6 separate regions of the Sus scrofa genome follow, and regions 1, 2, 3, 4 and 5 are each linked to region 6. The links are chromatin contacts, called in public HiChIP or PLAC-seq maps. All regions are on one chromosome and are shown on one strand. Each heading gives the region's core, a stretch centred on a gene start, on an enhancer-like site or on the middle of the called end of the contact. The rest is flanking DNA. Distances are from core to core; before and after follow the strand shown.

Region 1 (2,776 bases), core at 238-2,737, 280 kb before region 6:
CGACCTACACCACAGTTCACGGCAACACCGGATCGTTAACCCACTGAGCAAGGGCAGGGATCGAACCCGCAACCTCATGGTTCTTAGTCAGATTCGTTAACCACTGCGCCACGATGGGAACTCCTAGAAGTTTCTTTAAGCCTGAGATCAGTCAAGATTCAGGACCTTGAAGAATGTTCAAAGCTAGAACGCTAAAATTGTGCCTGGATGTAAAATCTTTCTTTTTAACCAATGGCAAATGTTTCAATTAAGGAAATTTATAGTTTATTTGAAATAGTTGAAATTATAATAGCTTGGCTTGCTTTACCTAAATTATTGTTCCATAATATCAAAAATTTTACATAAAAGCAGCTCTCATCTTCATATTCTTCGATTTTTCTGGCCCACTTTCTCTGTGAGTTTTCAGTTCAACGAAACAGAAACATTTCAGTTGCAGCATTGAGGAAGAATTCGATTCATGGATTATTGTTTATGAAAAAGAAATGTTACATGGATGACAGTGGTTTAAAAATATGATGACTTATCTTGGTTGTAGTCAAACTTCCCTGAACACTGAAAACTGAAAACCATGGAAAGACACTGCCCTGCTAGGTACTTGCTTAGCATAAATCATGAATGCATAACTTTTCTGAAGAGATTTTCTTCAAGATGCTTTTCCCATTCAGTTCCTTTATCCTAATTAGAGGCCTTAAACTTCTGATGGGCAGCTGCTTTCTTACCTGTTTCAGAACTATAGCACCGATAAAATAGCATAATGTAGGTTTTGGTTTTTGGAGAAAGAATTTGAAGGATGCAGGGCTTTATTTAAAAAATCTTACTGCAGCTATCTATCAGAGGTCTCCTAGTTTCTTTTCTTGCAGGCATTTCAGAGGTGCTTAAATTCATCAGATGCTGGTGATTGAGGAATGTAATGATGGACTAGATAGGGAAGAGACTTGGGCAGCGTGCCGGAGTCGCTGGGCCTGAGAAATGCCCCTGGTTTGGCGAGGCGGGATGGTGTGAAAAGGTCACGGGCCCTACTGAGGTGGCTTCAAGGAGCAGACACTTGTTTTGCAGCGGTGGGAGCAGGTATATGGGTGGTCTGGCTCGCTCGGGCCCCTCTCTCTGGCGGAACACGTGCGAAACCATCAGCATGTCTGTGGGTCTCGTGTGGCGTGAGTGGCGAGGCTGTGCATTAAAGACCAGAACCATTACCCAAAGGGTGGGAACACCCCAGCGGCCAGTGGCCCGTGGCCAGGTGCTGTAGGAGGACACCGCAGGCAGGCCTGGCCAATCCGAGGCGATCTTTTGCTGGCAGTTGCTCCTTTGGCCACCGCTGCAGTAAACACTTTCCCTTGGATGTTGGTTTTCTGTTGTGTCTGGCAGCCACACAGGGCTGCTTGAACTTTCGCCAGAGGCAAATATTTATACATCAGAGTGTGCAGTGTTCAACTGGTCAGGCCTGAGCGGGAGAGCGAGGGACCTCCGTGCCTCTTCGCCAGGGAGGATGTGTCCTGCCCCCGCCCTCCCCTGCCCCCCGGCGGCTCGGCCAAGTGGGACCATCCTGGAGGTCCCTGGAGCCCGGGCTGCCCGTGCGTCCTTCCCAAACGCTTCCAGGCGCAACCTGGGGATGTGCTTTCTGAAGGGAGGGCGTCCTGACATTCCTGCCTGCGCCTCTAATTCCCCTTGGAAAGTTTACAGTTAATATTTTCCCTGGAACATTGTCAAGCTTTTGACAGAGCCTGAGTGTATGCCGAACTGTGAAATCGAGCCGGGAGAAGCAAGTTGTGAGAAATCTGTTTCTACTCAAATCCGTAAGGTTTTGTGAACAACAAAAACAAAAACAGAAAACTTCAGGGGGGAACGTGGGGAGTGGGGCCGGCCGGCCTCTCGTGGTGCGGACTCGGCCGCCATTTTAAGAAGCCGGCGCTGGGCGACGTCGGGCTCCTTACATGGCGGCTGTATTTACTCGGCCGCAGCCAATCACGCCGGCCGAGCCCGGCACGTGACGCGCCACGAGGGCACGCTCAGCCATTTCCTCGCTGCTGAAAAACTTGCTACCTCCACAGAGCACTTTACCTTGTTTTGCATGCCAAATGTTCCTGCAGAATGTGTCTAGCAGACTGGCATTTGTCCATAAAGTTATTTTAGTAGGTAAAAAGTCTCTGAGCACTTGAGCTTTGTGCATTCTTTATGTAAAATGGATTTCCCTTCTTGGCCAGAGGCCAAGGGTACAGCACACTCGCTGGGTGAGAAGAGAGCTTCTCTGCTGAGAAACTGGTGGACCGACACACTCTAATTTTTTGGCTTCTGACCAAACAAGCTCGATGGATGCCAAAATTCAACAAAATAACACATTATTGTGTGATAGGAGCCGTGCTCGAAGAGAGCAGGAACTCAGAGGAACTTCATGCTGCCCCCGCCCCCCCTTCAGAGCATTGTCACGTTGGGGAGCTTTCTTTGGGAAACGAGAGGAAAATGGCAAAATACAACCTAGAGAGTAAGGTATAATTTGCACATAAACACGAAGGAAGGAGCTGAAAGAAAACAGAGGAGTTTAAAATTGCTTTTATGAACTTGTCCCAGACATAACACAGAGGTCTGTGACTTGACTTGACTTGCATTCTTTTAACCCTGTAGGCTCCATTTATATGTCTCAGCCGAATGGTGGGCTACTTAATATTCAAATGAGAATTAACCTGAGATTTAAGCACTTTAGAAAGACGTCAATCGAAGGATAGCTGCATATTTCAAATATGGAGTCTTGGCAGGCTTATTAGGAACAGCAGACAAGTTG
Region 2 (2,700 bases), core at 108-2,607, 340 kb before region 6:
GTGTTTCAATGAAATGACATAAGTCTGTATAATTTGGAGGGTAATGATGCCTTAGAACAAGAATAAATCTGGAGCGATGGAAAGGCTCCATATTCTAGATGAATGCATGCTTCCTCTTATGAGTCTGAAAAATAAAATTAAATTTTTATTTATACGAATCCACTGGGGACAAAAGCTCATGGACTGGGTTTATGATATATTTCAGAACAGGAATATTAGCCTTAACCTCTTTCCTCACATTGCATATGATATTTAATCCATCATCTTTGTTTTAAACAAACAATACGCAAGCTGTTGCTGGCATTGGTATAAAGCTGATGGTCCATCTGGAGAGCAGGAATATAGATCAGGAAAATAAGAGAATTGAAATTGGGTGCAAGGGCAGATTTGCATGTGTAAAACCTTTCTGTTTTTACCAGCTTTTTATCAAATTATTTAATACTAGGCAACACAGATTCCTTTTTCTTGAATCTGAGTGTCTTATTCGAAGAAGAGTTGCTTCTGGGCTGAAAGGAGGACAGTTGGGGTTTGAGAGACGGTAAAGTCCTAAGCCATTCCTCTCACCTTTTTTTTTGGCAGGGGGAGTCCCGGTGGAGAAGAGAGAGCCCCACTGGGGGATTTAGTTCCTGGTGTAGCCCTGTGATCCTTGGCCAGTCCTTTTAGCTTCTTGACCTTCAGTGTCCTTTGATCCCACTTAATTCATCAGCCATTGGTTGAGGCAACTGAGAATTTTCTGAGCTGACCATTATGCGAGGCATCAGGGACCCCTAGAGGAGAAAGACTGGGCCCTTCTCTCAAGAGGCTTCAGGTCTTGCAGTGGAGACGGGACCTCACAACTGCACAATGGCATCAGGGGCGTATAAGAGATGCCGGGTCGCAAAGGAAGGAAAATTCATTCTGTCCAGAACGGACAGGAAGATTTGAATTACGAATCCTTCCTAAAGGTTTTCTACTTCCGTTGGCCAAGGAGCAGACATTCCAGGTATCTGGATCGTGAGAGGTTCAGGACGAATTATCAACAAAGTTCTTTCCAGCACCACACGGGTGGTGTTATCAATGTGAAATTCTTTGAATAGCTTTCCTCTGATGAGGTACTTGCCAAAGAGTGTTTATTGTCATGGTTGAAAGAAAGTAATAATGAAAGAAACAATGATTTCTTTTGGTTATAAAATTGGGGCTGGATGGGAGGAGGCAGCCGGGGTTTTTTTTTTGTTTGTTTTTTTGCCCCCCCCCCCTTTTTAATTATCGCCCTGTTTGAAAGAGCAGGCTGCATGGAGGGTGGCACACACTCTGTGCAGAGACCTTCCTCCTTCCAGAGAGTGGCATGGATGGAGCGACTGTAACCTGGCCTCCCTCCACGGGAGGAGGGAATCCAGGTGGCCCCGCTCAGATGTGTGTGCACAGCAAGGCTTCTGAAATGACAGGAGCGCCCGGCGGCTTCCCAAGCAGCTGTGACTCTGGATCGCGCCCACCATCTCTGCTTCTCACCACCAGAGGAGTGAATCTCTGCTGCCTTAGGAGGCGCGGAGCCCGGGAATTTTCTTCCTTTTTTTTTTTTTAATGTTTCATTTTATTTTTAAATTCTTCAAGCAGCAGATGATGATTTCTTGACAAAAGAAAGATTCCCTCTTTTTAAAGAGGTCTTGTGTAAACTCACGGGTTAGGAAGAAAACCAGAACCCCTCCTTTTTTGTTGTTGTTTATGCGCGGCCAATAATTTATTCACATGTGACATTTGAGCTGGCATTTTTTTTTCTCCCCCTCCTAAGAGGACAGTAGCTTCCGCTGTTGTTGTGTCCTAAAGCAAAGTCAGAATAGCCCTTCGCTTTTGTCCCCCTTGGTAGGTATATTTTAGCCTCTGGCCTTTTTTCATTTAGACCTTATGCTGTTTCCTAACCCTCAGACTGTTTTTGAAAGGCTTTGATTAAAATATGCTGATAACAGAATTTGATAACCAAGTTAGGAACGACAAGGCTATCTGGAGAAGACCGAATGATTTGGCAGCCTAACAAATTCTATTCAGAGCACACAAAGAGATCCTGGAACCTTTTACAGGGACTCGTGTTTGGGGAATGGTATGAACTCAGGTTACCTGCAGAATATGGTGTCATATGGAAACATTTAAGAGCTTATGGAAAATTCTTTGAAATAAAGTGGAATGAGCCAGCAAGCATAGAATACCGAAGAAGAAAAATAAGAGCATTCATTCTGATTTTCAGGTGGCTGCTCAAGGAGGGGAGAAGGACGAAAGTAAATCATTGTCAACATCCTACGCCTCACGTAGAAGAGCTATCGCCTCAGAATAGCTGTGCTAACCAAATCCTAGACTTAAAAGGATCTTAGAGGCCATTGCGTCCCACAGCCTTGCTCTGTTAGAAACTCCCGTGTGATGCCCCCAACAGCCTCTGCGTAAATACTTCCAGAGGGACGTGAGGGAGTGGGAGTGAAGGTGGCTGATGCTGAATACCTCCTCTCTCGAGATACTGCTCGGGCACGTGCTCACCATCTCCTGTTTAACTTACGTGTGGGTTTTATGACATACAGTTTACAGATGAGGAAATTAAGTTAGGTCAACCTGTAAGGCGACTTGCCTCCGCTCGTGTGTCTAGCTTAAGGCCCAACAGAAATTAGGACCTCCTCCCATCGTTTTGCACCGCACTAACCTGCCTCCCAGGCTGGAGAAGCGCCCTCTTCCTCCCCG
Region 3 (2,700 bases), core at 92-2,591, 410 kb before region 6:
GTAGGACATTAAATGATGCCCTGGGTCTCCCTGAACCGAGCTCTCCTCTTCTGTGAAGGGAGATCTTGAAGTCCTGCTTCACAGACATGATATGAGAATCACATGAGACCTGAGAATCACATGTGAAATTCCTAATATATATAACCAAGCACATAGTAGGTGCTTAATAAATTGATGTCAAAGGTAGATTCTGAAATACAGATCTAGAGCTGCTAAGTTGGAAATTTTCTTTAAAGAAAAAAAAAAAAAGGTACCAGCTATGGCTTGTATCCCCACGTCTTTGTTTTCACATCTTCAATATGGGAAAAACATATGCCATATAAGTGATAAAATTAAATGAGGTAATAGTAAATAGCAATACTAAGTGATGCATAAATATAATATGTTATTATATGTCTATAAGAAGGGGGTTAGCTAGAGAGCAGTTGTCAAAACTTCCACTAACTGGTCCTTCTATCCTAATCAGACACTCACACCTCTTTGACTCTCTCTATCCTCTTCAAAGGCCCTAATCTTCAACAAACAGAAAGAAGCTAGACAAAGTCTTATAAGTTAGATTTCCTAGGTTAAAAGACAGTTTTTCCATATTAGAAATCGATGAAATCTCCCTCTAGAAGGCACCTGCAGTTTCTCATCTACATTATCTCGTTTAATTCTAGAAAAGACCCTGTCAGGCAGGCACCACTATACCTCTTTTAAGGGATGAAGAAACCAAGGATTGGAAAGATCAAGCAACTTGTCCACGGCCACACAGCCACTCTTCTCAGCGAAACAAGCTGCATTTTCTAAGACCAGCCTAGAAGAGGGACTTTGGTCCATGAATCCTCCAACTCCTGTATTTACTACCTCAATTCCTCATTCCCTAAAAGCTCATTCTCAGTGCCCTCAGAACTCTTGCTGCTGCCAGTAGATCCATAACTCTGGAGCTCAGAACTCAGACTCAGGAGCGGGAGATGGCCCTGGAGAAAACAGGGTCCTGCTCCCCTGGGTGGCTTTCCTTGACGGGCTGTCTCCCTTTCTCCCTCCTGCTATCCGAAACTTGCCTGTAGGTGGCGCCCTGATTCGCGGGGAACTTGGAGGGCGAGGACGCGGGTCACCAGCTGCCTCCCCTCAAGGCCAGTTTAAATAGTCCCTTGGCTGCAGCTCAGCACAGGAACCCTGGTAATGTGGTTGTGCCCTTCCCCCGCCCGGTCTCTCTTCCTCTCCCCACTGCCCCTCCCCTCCCCTCTCCCCCACCCCCACCCCCACCCCCCCGTGGCTGGCGCGGTGCAGGAGCTGTCTGCCTGTGCTTCCTCAGAGGTTGGGCTCGGGAGCGGATCTCCAAGCGCTCTAGGCCGAGCTTGGCGCTTCTGGGCGGTGCTTGGACCCCTGAGCCTCGGCCTGCCGACGGCCTCCCCCCACACCCCGCCCCACTCCTTCCCTGCACCCCCTGGTGCTGCAGCTGTAGCGCGGGTGGAGGGATGGAGGGGAGTGTGACCCTTGAATGCTGCGCGGGGCGGAGCAGCTTTAAAAACTTCTGAAAGGCCACGTTCAAAGCCTCCAAGGACCGAACTTGGGCCGGAAGGCGGTTTTCTTGGAGGGGCTTGCAAGGGGGCGGAGGGGGTGCACCTGCAGGGCCGGGAGCGCGCAGCCTGGGAAGAGGGTCCGGGTACCCGCGAGCCCTGAAGCCCCGGCCCCGCACTCGCCACCTAGCCTCGGCCTCCTCCGCCCCAAACCCTAGCCCCCTCGGGGGAGCGCGCAGCCCCTCCCCGGCCTTCGGCTTTCATCCTCCCCGCCGGGCGGCAGCGAGGCGGGATGGGAGCCTCCTAGGGCTGCGCATTCACCGCGGGGTCTTCCTTCCCTCCGGCCCCTCCCCAGGAACCCGAGTTTTCGCAGCAAAGTTGAATTACCGGATTTTAATTCCAATCCGCCCGAGTGGGAGATGGCTGAGGAAGGAGAATGTTTCGCGACAGAGGAAATATTCCCAATTTACCTCTTACCCCCATAAAAAGCCCTGGGGAGGGTGAGAAGGAAGGGAAAGCGGGAGGGGCCCGCGCTGGAGGAGAGGGGGCGAGAGTGGCACAGTGGCGGATAGGACGGTGGCACGGGCGGCGTCTGGAGTCGCCGCCGTCGTCGCTGTGCTCTCGGGTTGTGCCATCTGGGGTTAGATGGGGAGGGGCCGCCGCGAGCCAGGCCCGCTCTTCTCGTCCTGGGAGCGGATGCCGTCTCTCGCGGGGCCGAAAGCGAAGGGCCAAAGGGGTTTTCATTAGTACCGAATTATGAGGATCATCAGGCTCCAAAGTCCTTCCTATGGAGGCTCTTGAATGAATTAGGTAAATGATTTGCTCCACTGGTAGTTTCGGAAGAAGACACTTTTCTCAGAACTTCTGAAATGGAGCGCTTTACCCTGGGACCAAATGCCGGCAGGGCTCCTTTCAGGACGGTTTCCACTCCTTCGGTCTCGCTGGGTGCGAATCACTGAGTCGGTTAGTGGGGACACGTGGGAGAGGTAGATGTGAACTCGAACAAAGCGGTGTGACTTAGTTAAGGAAGAAAATGAGCTACTGAAAATAGAGGAGTTTAAAAATAAACTACATAAAGTTGATTATTTTGCTTGAAGTCCGTTTCCTTGATCTGAGAAAGTAAAATAAGTGAGAGTTGGGTTTTACTTTTTTTTCCAATTAGTTGTTTATTACATTTTCTCAAAGGCCTTGAAAGAAT
Region 4 (2,700 bases), core at 77-2,576, 390 kb before region 6:
GGCAGTCACAATATAGTACCTCCTAGTAATGCTGCATCAGTTACCTGGTTGTAAAGTGCAAGCCTAAAGCCAAAAATGTGGTTCAAAATAGAATAGGAGGATTCTCTAACTTCTGATTTAACTGCTCGAGGTTCTGTTATCAATTAATTAGGTAACTTCACCAAGGACAGTTAAGAAAATCAGGCAACCGCCAAGTTGCTTCCTATTCCTCTTGACTTCTTACTGGATAATTTTTATCAAGTGAGCTTAAGCACACATTTTCCAGTCACTCAGTTATTCAGCAAAATGTCCTAAGCTACTTAACTGATGCAAAGCAAACACATTAAAAAAAAAAAAAAGGCAATACCTGGTTGTGATGCTTTCCATTTAAAGGGATACTTCCCTTGCACCACCACTGCACCAATGCCTAGTCTGTTGCATAAAACAAACACATAAAAGGTTGACACTGAAATATCCTGATCACCTGATCTTAAAGAGTCTGGATTAATCATATAAGACGAATCAGTGAAATGAAGGATTTGATGTTTCAGCAACTGGGTTTTAACCCCCTACCTCCTTTAAATGTTGAAACAGGTCTCCTTTGGGGGGGATGGGAGGTGGAGAAGTGCATTAAATTTTGTGGAACCCAGGTTTTGTAAGGATATTGACCAATTAAACGCTTGCAATTACATTCGAATTTCACTGCATCTCCTGCTTTAAAGGAACAGCTTTATTCTTGAGGGAGCCCACCTAACCATTTTTATGTTCAGCCATCTGCAGAGAGTAGTGGCAATGCTTTTTCCTTTCTGAAGCTAGAGTAGAAGCTTTATTTCACTGCAAGTTCTCGGTGACATTTTGCACTCTCTTGATTTAATGATCCAAAGAGGATCTTTAACTCTTGGTCTACACCAGTGCAAATAAAGGTTAAATCTCTCACTAACCATCATGAACTAACCTAATAACTCACCAGAGGCTATGGAAAAAGAAACCGAGAAAGCAGGTGTGCAGACTTGATTAAAACGTGCAAAACCCGCACAACCGCAGGCAAAGGTATCATAGCCTCACATCTCCCTAGTACCGGCTGCGAGGTCCGCAAGCAGGGGAACTCCTACTGCGCCAAAAACACGGTCCTGTGAGCGGGGCCTAGTAACACAGGGGCTTTTCTTCCAAACGGTGTCCCGACCCGAGCTTGCGCTGAATGTCGGGGCTCCTATTGGCCACACGCCGTGGGGGAGGAGGAGACTGGCGGGGAGAGAGACGGGGGGAGGGAGCGGGGGCAAGGCCTTTCCCTGCCCCCTCCGGGCCCCCTCTGCAGGCAGCCCCGGCGCCCCGTGCGTGGTTACTATGCAAATTGCAGCGATTGCGGAAATAAACAAGCGGGTAGTGAGAGGAGAGAGGGACTGCGAACCGATTGCAACTTCGGCAAAGTCTCGTAGAATCCAAAGCACACAAGGCAAAACCAGAGAGAATCTGAGAACCAGCCAGCCCGGGTTGGATCGCTTTCAAAAGAGGAGAGACAGTGAGAGAGGCAGAGAGCGCGCATTGCAATTGCAGAAGCCTCCTGATTTGGAGAAAAAAAAAAAAAAAATCTCCAAGAAGCCTGCAATTGGCCAACAGCTTAAAAAAAAATCTCTTCCGGGTTTTCAACGGTTCCAAGTTTATTAAGATATCTTTTTAATGCAAAAAAAAAAAAAAAGGGGGACAACAAATGAAGCAATTCGTCTGAACATTTTAAAGTTTCTCACGTACTCTTTTTACATTGCAATGGTACGTGGTACATCTTAAACTTTCTATTTTGCGTTTATACGATATGCGTTTTATAAACAACAATAATGGTAGAATGGTTTTGTTAATGGCTAAGACTTAAAATTTTCTCTAGCTTGCATATGCACTGACGTGATTGCTGGGTAAATGTCTATTGTGATGGTTTTGTTTTAAAGATGTAGCTTTGTGGATGGCTTTTATTTATTTATTTTGCTATGTGCATTAGGGACTGGGTTTCCTTTTTTTTTTCTTCCTGAGATTTGAAAAAAATTGCTGAGCTTGACAGATTTTTTTTTCTCCTCCAAGTGCTTGCTCGGTTCCAGAAAGGGGAGGGGGGGGAATCCTGTACGTGCTCGGTTCTGTAAAAAGACGTCTGGCCTCAGCAGTCAACCTAACCCGAAAAGAAATGTCTGGACCGGAGAGTAATTGACGATTCGATCCTCTAATCAATGGGACAACCTGGGAGATTGACTAGAGCTTTATCCAATCATGAGGAAGCTTGGGTGTACACTGGCTCGCAGTAGCCAGAGGGGGCGGGGCAGACAAGATCTGAAGTTCTCTGCGGCTCTGAAGGGGATGGTGTGGTTCAAGCTGTCAAAGCTACAGGCTCTTCCGGATTTAGCAAGCATAATAGGAAAGAGTTTTCGAGTTTCAGAAAAGAAAACCTAATTGGTGTAGTTTTGTTTTGTTTGCGTAAATCGTATGCCTTCTTCCATTGCCTTTTGGGAAAAGTTTTTTATTTTTTTTAAATTCTTCTACAGAAATGTTTAACTTTGCATGAATTATTATTTGTAAGTTCAGGAATGTTGTTAAGGGTTGTGGAAGGTGAGATTCAGCTTTTAAAAGTATGTGGCTTAAAAACTATGGGACCGTAGTGAGCTTTCGGAAGTGATATATTGCATACTTAGCATTGCAAAACTTCTTACTCTGATTATCTTAAAAGCTTTGGCTTTTCAG
Region 5 (2,914 bases), core at 88-2,587, 460 kb before region 6:
GGAGACAAAGTACTAACAGCAGACCAAAAGAGCCAGGGGCCAAGTCCAGAAGGAAGGTGCAGAACAGAGCTGATTTGGGGCCAAGCCTTGGTCAGACAGAGAACAAAGAGGACGGGCTGGGAACAAGTGAGGAGGTTTTTGGAATGCGCCACTGAAATCTGAGAGATTGCGAAGCTCAGGTTTATTAATGAATACTCTTGAAAATTGTTCATGAGCACTTAATCATCATTATGAAGCACTTAACTCAGACGAGGTGCTATTGTAAGTGCTTTACATGCTTGATCCTGCTACTCATAGTCCCATTTTACAGATGGGACAGACAGCTGAACTCCAGAGTCTATGCAATGTGGACTGGGCTGGTTTAAAATTTCTATAGGAAACAAACTACAGGAGTTCCTATTGTGGCTCAGCAGGTTAAAAAACCAACTAGTATCCATGAGGATTCGGGTTCAATCCCTGGCCTCACTCAGTGGGTTAAAGAAAAGATTCGGCGGTGCCATGAGCTGCAGTGTAGGTCATGGATGTGGCTCAGATCTGGCATTGCTGTGGCTGTGGCCTAGGCTGGCAGATGCAGTTCCCAGCTCTAGCCTGGGAAACTCCATATGCCGCACATGTGGCCCTAAAAAGACAAAAAAAAAAAAAAAAAAAAAAAAAAAGAAAAGAAAGACATAAAACAAACTACACATGAAGAAAAGCTCCACAGTGGAATAAATACATGTTTCCCAGACTGTGTTCAAAAAGTTGGTTAAAAAGTAGTTTGTTCAAAAGTAGTTTGTTGATTGTATCTTTTGGTAAACCAGGTGTACGGTGCGTGCACTGGTAGAAAATACAGATGTGGTCTCTGCCCTCTGGAAACCCCAGCTTTTATTCCTTCACTCCCACCCTCAACCCCTTGGATTTGACCCCACAAGCAGTCCTTGCTTCCTGGGTCTCCTTTGTCCAAACCCAGCAGCTTTGGTTCCTCTGGCTCCAAGGCCAGTGTGTGCCCATCAGCCCAGCACATGCCCAGCGCCAGCCCCGGGCCCAGCCTGGCAGAGTCTGGGTCCTTGCCTCAGAGGGGAGATTCTAGTCTGTGAGCTCCTTGAAGTTTTACAGAATTCTTTTTTCCCCAAGGACCGAGCACAGTGCCTGGTACAATAAATACATGCGGAACTCAACACCGAGACTGCCTGCAGGAGCAGAGGCAAGACGTTACTCCTGTTTCATATTTATTAGGCCTTCTCATTTTATGATTCAGTGCATGGGACACGGGCCAACTGCCCTCTTCCCTTAGGAAGTGGCTTTCTAACTCAGAATGACACAGTACTGCACGTTCCCCACCGGGAACCACAAAGGCCCCACAAATGTCTCAGGCTGGTTGGAAGCTTTAGACTGAGTCCCAAGTAGTGTTTTCTCTGCTTTTGTCTTTGACCAGCCAGGGCCACGTGAGGAAGAGCTATCAGGAAGGGCCAAGATCACACACGCAGGGCTTCGGGGAAGTTCAGGATCAGGTCTCACCCGCCCGCCTGGGAAAGTTTCCATGGATTCATTTTCTTCTCACCCTCAGCAATGCTCCGTTTGCTAACTCAGATGCGGGGAGAGGTCTGTTTTCAATTAGGGCTTCTCCAAAAAGTGTTTTTAAATAGCCTGTAAAAATAATCCAATAGAGGCCATAGAGGTGTGAGCTGTTGTCATCATCCTGTTTGGAAAACGTCACGCAGAATGCACCAAAGGCGAGAGAAAGAGAGGTGGTGATGCCTTCAAAAATTTAATTTGTGAAGTGAACCTGCAGGATTAGTTGTCCCCCTTTGTGCCAGCTTTAACGTGTCCTCAACCAGGGAAATCCGAGGCTTTGGACGATTAGCCAGGTTGGATCACGTTACCCTGTTTGGCTCTGCAGAAATCACACTTTTCATTTTGCCTTTAATCCTAAAGGTCACCAGGAAGGTTGGCCCCAAACACAAATGATACTTTGTGGTCTTACTTTCAGACAATTATCAACTCATAAATCTTGGTCAGACGGTAATGAGAGGGCGAGAAATAATTGAATTCAGTCCAGATGAACAGGGTTGGAGGGAGCAAAAGAACTGAGGGAGGTGAAAGATGATGGAGGGAGGGGATCCAGGGCCCGGGAGCCAGAACGTCTCTGCTGACCCCTGTTTGTCCTTGTAGAGTCGCTGCATTTAGAGGTTTGGATGGATATGGGCAAGGCCCTTAAGGACGGTGATGAATTGGTAGGAGCTCAGAAAATGGAGGGTAAAATCTAGTAAGAGCTCAGATCTAGAGGTAGCCAGTAGAAAAGAGAGAGAATGGAAAAGGAGCTGGGGACTGAGATGCTGAGAGTCCCAGTTCAGCAAATTTCCGGGCTGTGTAGCCCTAGGAGAACAATTCGACCTCTCTGTGTCAGGAATGCAGCTGCCATCTCCTCCTCCATCACAAGATTAACGTAAGGATCACATGAGATAAAACACTGAAGCTGTAAAAAATCCTCAAAAGAGGATCATGTTAACTCCATTTAAGGTGTCAACAATAATTTGGAGATAATCCTGTTGGCTCTCTATTCCAAACATATCGAGAACTTATCTACTTTTTACCAGCTCCACTGCTCCCAGCTGGGTCCCATCCAGCATCGACGTTTCCTGGGATTATTAGAAGAGTCTCCAAGTATCTTTCTTCCCATGAGCGCCCCCTCCTCCAAAATTCATTCGTTATCCATCATCTCATCATGATCCTTTAAAACATGTCACATCACTCTTCTGGTCAAAATCCTCCACTGGTTCTCTGTTGCCCATGAGGGTCTCAGTGGGGAAGGAGAAAACCCTTGCAGCACAGGGCCTGCATAACCAGCTTGGCGTGCACCCCTGAGAATCTGCTCGAATACCTACGAAATTGGCAGCACCCATAACAGAAAGAGAAGGAGTCAAATTTGGCTTGA
Region 6 (2,828 bases), core at 167-2,666:
ATTTACAAAATGTAATCATTGTGGAAATATTCCCTTTGAACTGCCGTGTCCGCGGGGGTCTCCGGCTCCCAGAGCCGTGCTTCATTACAACCCCTCGCAAGCGGCTCCAGAAGGGCAGGTACACTGGTGGTGCCCGGCTTTGATGTCTTGAATGAATGAAAGAAAAGCACAATAAAAAAGAGCTGTTGATCAAGCATAAAATACTCTTTAAGCTGACAGAATAGCAGCGTTAACACACCCTAAGCTGCTTTTCGTTTTTCCCTTTTTTCCTCACATTTTCCTGTGCTTTGTGTACAGTGGGGGTTTGTATTTTATAAGAAGTCTCTGATCTATGTAGTATGCCATTCGCTAACAAAAACCAAAATAGGATTGTTGCTGTCCCACTTGGTTGCCTGACTACTCTCTCCCCCGCCCCCCCCCCAACCCCTGGTTCCCCTCTCCCCGCCTCACCCCCAACTTCCAAGGCGTGCAGTTCAGCCTTGCAAGGCAAGGGCCCAAATGCCTTTCATAAACTTGAGCCAGTTCCTTTTGTGCGGTTGGTTTCGCTGCTCTGATTTTAATACCGCAATTAAAGACAGATTTTTATTTTCTCAAGAACTTTCTCTTGCAACTGGGGAAATGGAACTGACACAGCTGCTACTTTTAACTAAGAAATTATATCATTAAATAAGAGAAAGTCTCCTTGGTGAGCGATGCCTTTCCAAGGGAACTGGTCCTCCGTAGGTCTCCTGTGGACCTTTAAAAAACGCCTGTATACACTGTATGTTTGGAGAACTATTTACCCCGGTTTTGGGTTTTCTATCCTTGTCCCTCTGCAGGCATTAGCTCAGTCAGTTCTCACAAAAGCTGATCAAGTTACCTCCAATTGCACAGAGTCTAAAACTCAGACCCAGAGGTGCTAACTTAACCTAAGCTCAATTAACTAGCACATAACAGTGTACTAGTTAAGTGATGGGATTCTGTTAACTCTTGACTCCAGAGCCCAAGCTCTTAGCGCACGCAATGCACACAGCCCTCCAGGAAGTCTGCAGAGCCAAGGTGAGTGGGCCAGAGTGCAGTTTTTAATTCAGAAGTCTTTGGTTTCACGAGGTAAAAGATTACTTGATACAAATGTAAAGGGAGATCCAAAAAAGAACTGTACTGAATGGTGAGGCAGACACCAGGGCAAGCTGGAATGCCATGAGAGAGTCTGACTTTGGAACAGGAGTCGGAATAATTGGATTGTGTGTGTACTCTCCAGGTTTGGAGGTGCTGCATGGCTTATTGGGTAAAAAGATTAGTGTTTTCCCGTCTTGAGGTTTGAACCAAAGAGAGGTCTTGGCCGGGAGCAGCACGGTCACTCTCCAGGGAGTGGTGGTTTGGACGACTCCTCTGTGCTCGTAGTAAGTAGGCAGCAGTCCACGTCACAAAACTATTGCACATGCTGCGGACGCAGTCGGCTGCCGTTGGCCCCGTCACAAGAGCTCTTCAGTCAGAACGGCCCGGGGTCGCCTGTGGAGCCCTGTGTCTCCCTGGGGAGAGCACCTGCCACTTGGGGAAACGTGGACATGAGGTGAGAGCATGGATGTGGCACAGCCACGCTAGAAGCCACCCATCTACAGGCCTTGTTGGGTAACTGACCTCAGGCTTCGGGAACCTTGGAGATGCCTCGTTTCTTTCTTGCATCCTTTATTCAACAGTATTTATCCAGCCACCAGGCAAGACACTGGCCTGGTGCCTTCTTGCCACATAGAAGAAGATAGTCCATTTTCTTGAGGGGAAAAGCAGGTAATTACAGTTCAGTAACCGTGACAGAGGTAAACCCAGGACTAAAGGCCTAGAGAAAAACCCCTTGGAAGAAGGGACTTAGTCTGAGAACGCAAGGACTAACAAGTGTTAGCAAAGCCAAGGAGAGGGGCACAGCTATGCCAAGGCCCAGCAGGGAGAAAGCATTTGACTTGGGGGCACCTGGAAGACGTTGAAGACAGCCCAAGTGTTGGGTACAAGCAGTGAAGAGATAAGGCCGAAAAGGTAAGCAGGGGCCAATCATGGCCCATTAACATTTTAATAGCTTCCTGTACAATAAACAAGTCTTGGTTTAGCGTTATTGAAAACAGGCTTTCTTTAATTAACAAAATCAGGCAAGAAAAGTGACTGCAGAGATCAAATCCCCATGGCTGGCAATACCATAACTGACACCTGGGGACGCCGTGTCACCTTTGTCAGAAGAAAGCGGCGTCAGACACTGCAGAATGGAGTTCCCGTCGTGGCTGAGTGGTAACGAACCCAATTAGTATACATGAGGACTCTCGGGTTCGATCCCTGGCCTCGCTCAGTAGGTTAAGGATCCCGCATTGCTGTGGCTGTGGCGTAGGCCAGCAACTGCAGCTCTGTTTCGACCCCTCCCCTGGAAACTTCCATATGCCATGGGTGTGGCCCTAAAAAGAAAAGAAAAGAAACTTCAGAACGGCCCTCACAGTAGCCCTCTGGGGGCCCAAGGACAGAGACCTGCTTCCTGGAAATCACACCACTGGTGTGGAAAAAGTGAGACTCGGTTCTGGGTCCCTCAGACACTGGATACGCAGCCTCACCAGCTGGCATATATTTTTAAAGATCCTACTGGGAGAAAAGCAGGGGTAGTTGGTACCTTGAAAGACAGAGAAGTCTACAATCCAGCATCTGCTTTCCGTAGGACAGCTCCTTAAGTGCAGGTGCCATATTTTTTGTACTTGTTCTGTCCCCAGAGCCTAGCATACAAAGCATACGGTAGGATGCTAATATTTTGCTGAAAAAATGAAGTACTCCAAAGCGGTGTCGCCTAACGTGGGAAACCAGGAGTGTGCCCAGAG

What was found. HiChIP or PLAC-seq counts read pairs in DNA pulled down with a chosen protein or histone mark.
Region 1: a contact with region 6 is called in an H3K27ac HiChIP or PLAC-seq map of skeletal muscle. The contact joins two enhancer-like sites. A contact is called at or near these places in 3 of 47 Hi-C or Micro-C datasets (brain, fibroblasts and psoas muscle) and 2 of 2 datasets of contacts at active chromatin or transcription factors (alveolar macrophages and skeletal muscle).
Region 2: a contact with region 6 is called in an H3K27ac HiChIP or PLAC-seq map of skeletal muscle, with 3 times the contacts expected there. The contact joins two enhancer-like sites. A contact is called at or near these places in 1 of 47 Hi-C or Micro-C datasets (skeletal muscle) and 2 of 2 datasets of contacts at active chromatin or transcription factors (alveolar macrophages and skeletal muscle).
Region 3: an H3K27ac HiChIP or PLAC-seq map of skeletal muscle shows a contact between it and region 6. The contact joins two enhancer-like sites. A contact is called at or near these places in 17 of 47 Hi-C or Micro-C datasets (alveolar macrophages, brain, embryonic fibroblasts and 10 more) and 2 of 2 datasets of contacts at active chromatin or transcription factors (alveolar macrophages and skeletal muscle).
Region 4: a contact with region 6 is called in an H3K27ac HiChIP or PLAC-seq map of skeletal muscle. The contact joins the promoter of NFIA here to the enhancer-like site in region 6. A contact is called at or near these places in 3 of 5 promoter capture datasets (fetal liver, fetal skeletal muscle and liver), 3 of 47 Hi-C or Micro-C datasets (fetal skeletal muscle, mesenteric adipose tissue and psoas muscle) and 2 of 2 datasets of contacts at active chromatin or transcription factors (alveolar macrophages and skeletal muscle).
Region 5: a contact with region 6 is called in an H3K27ac HiChIP or PLAC-seq map of skeletal muscle. The contact joins two enhancer-like sites. A contact is called at or near these places in 5 of 47 Hi-C or Micro-C datasets (adipocytes, alveolar macrophages, embryonic fibroblasts and 2 more) and 2 of 2 datasets of contacts at active chromatin or transcription factors (alveolar macrophages and skeletal muscle).

What each region holds. Positions count from the first base shown.
Region 1 is chr6:151,118,187-151,120,962 of Sscrofa11.1, reverse strand. The region is part of intron 2 of NFIA (nuclear factor 1 A-type); the gene reads left to right. Among named protein-coding and RNA genes, the nearest start is that of NFIA, 110 kb to the left of the region's middle. Within about 2 kb of position 1,487, at least 56 of the 83 cell types and tissues checked have an H3K27ac peak or open chromatin away from gene starts, as enhancers often do. A contact at or near this core is called in skeletal muscle, where this site is marked.
Region 2 is chr6:151,177,793-151,180,492 of Sscrofa11.1, reverse strand. All of the region lies in intron 2 of NFIA (nuclear factor 1 A-type), which reads left to right. Among named protein-coding and RNA genes, the nearest start is that of NFIA, 51 kb to the left of the region's middle. Within about 2 kb of position 1,357, at least 16 of the 83 cell types and tissues checked have an H3K27ac peak or open chromatin away from gene starts, as enhancers often do. A contact at or near this core is called in skeletal muscle, where this site is marked.
Region 3 is chr6:151,250,587-151,253,286 of Sscrofa11.1, reverse strand. LOC106507659 (a long non-coding RNA gene) reads right to left here. Exons shown (of 2, transcript XR_002345466.1): 2 at 1,881-2,613. Among named protein-coding and RNA genes, the nearest start is that of NFIA, 22 kb to the right of the region's middle. Within about 2 kb of position 1,341, at least 41 of the 83 cell types and tissues checked have an H3K27ac peak or open chromatin away from gene starts, as enhancers often do. A contact at or near this core is called in mesenteric adipose tissue, omental adipose tissue, retroperitoneal adipose tissue and 2 more, where this site is marked.
Region 4 is chr6:151,228,399-151,231,098 of Sscrofa11.1, reverse strand. NFIA (nuclear factor 1 A-type) reads left to right here and starts at 1,326. Exons shown (of 11, transcript XM_021097780.1): 1 at 1,326-1,746. The coding sequence starts at 1,657.
Region 5 is chr6:151,300,539-151,303,452 of Sscrofa11.1, reverse strand. No RefSeq gene overlaps it. Among named protein-coding and RNA genes, the nearest start is that of NFIA, 72 kb to the right of the region's middle. Within about 2 kb of position 1,337, at least 15 of the 83 cell types and tissues checked have an H3K27ac peak or open chromatin away from gene starts, as enhancers often do. A contact at or near this core is called in skeletal muscle and subcutaneous adipose tissue, where this site is marked.
Region 6 is chr6:150,842,104-150,844,931 of Sscrofa11.1, reverse strand. All of the region lies in intron 10 of NFIA (nuclear factor 1 A-type), which reads left to right. Among named protein-coding and RNA genes, the nearest start is that of TM2D1, 230 kb to the right of the region's middle. Within about 2 kb of position 1,416, at least 20 of the 83 cell types and tissues checked have an H3K27ac peak or open chromatin away from gene starts, as enhancers often do. A contact at or near this core is called in fetal skeletal muscle, mesenteric adipose tissue, omental adipose tissue and 3 more, where this site is marked.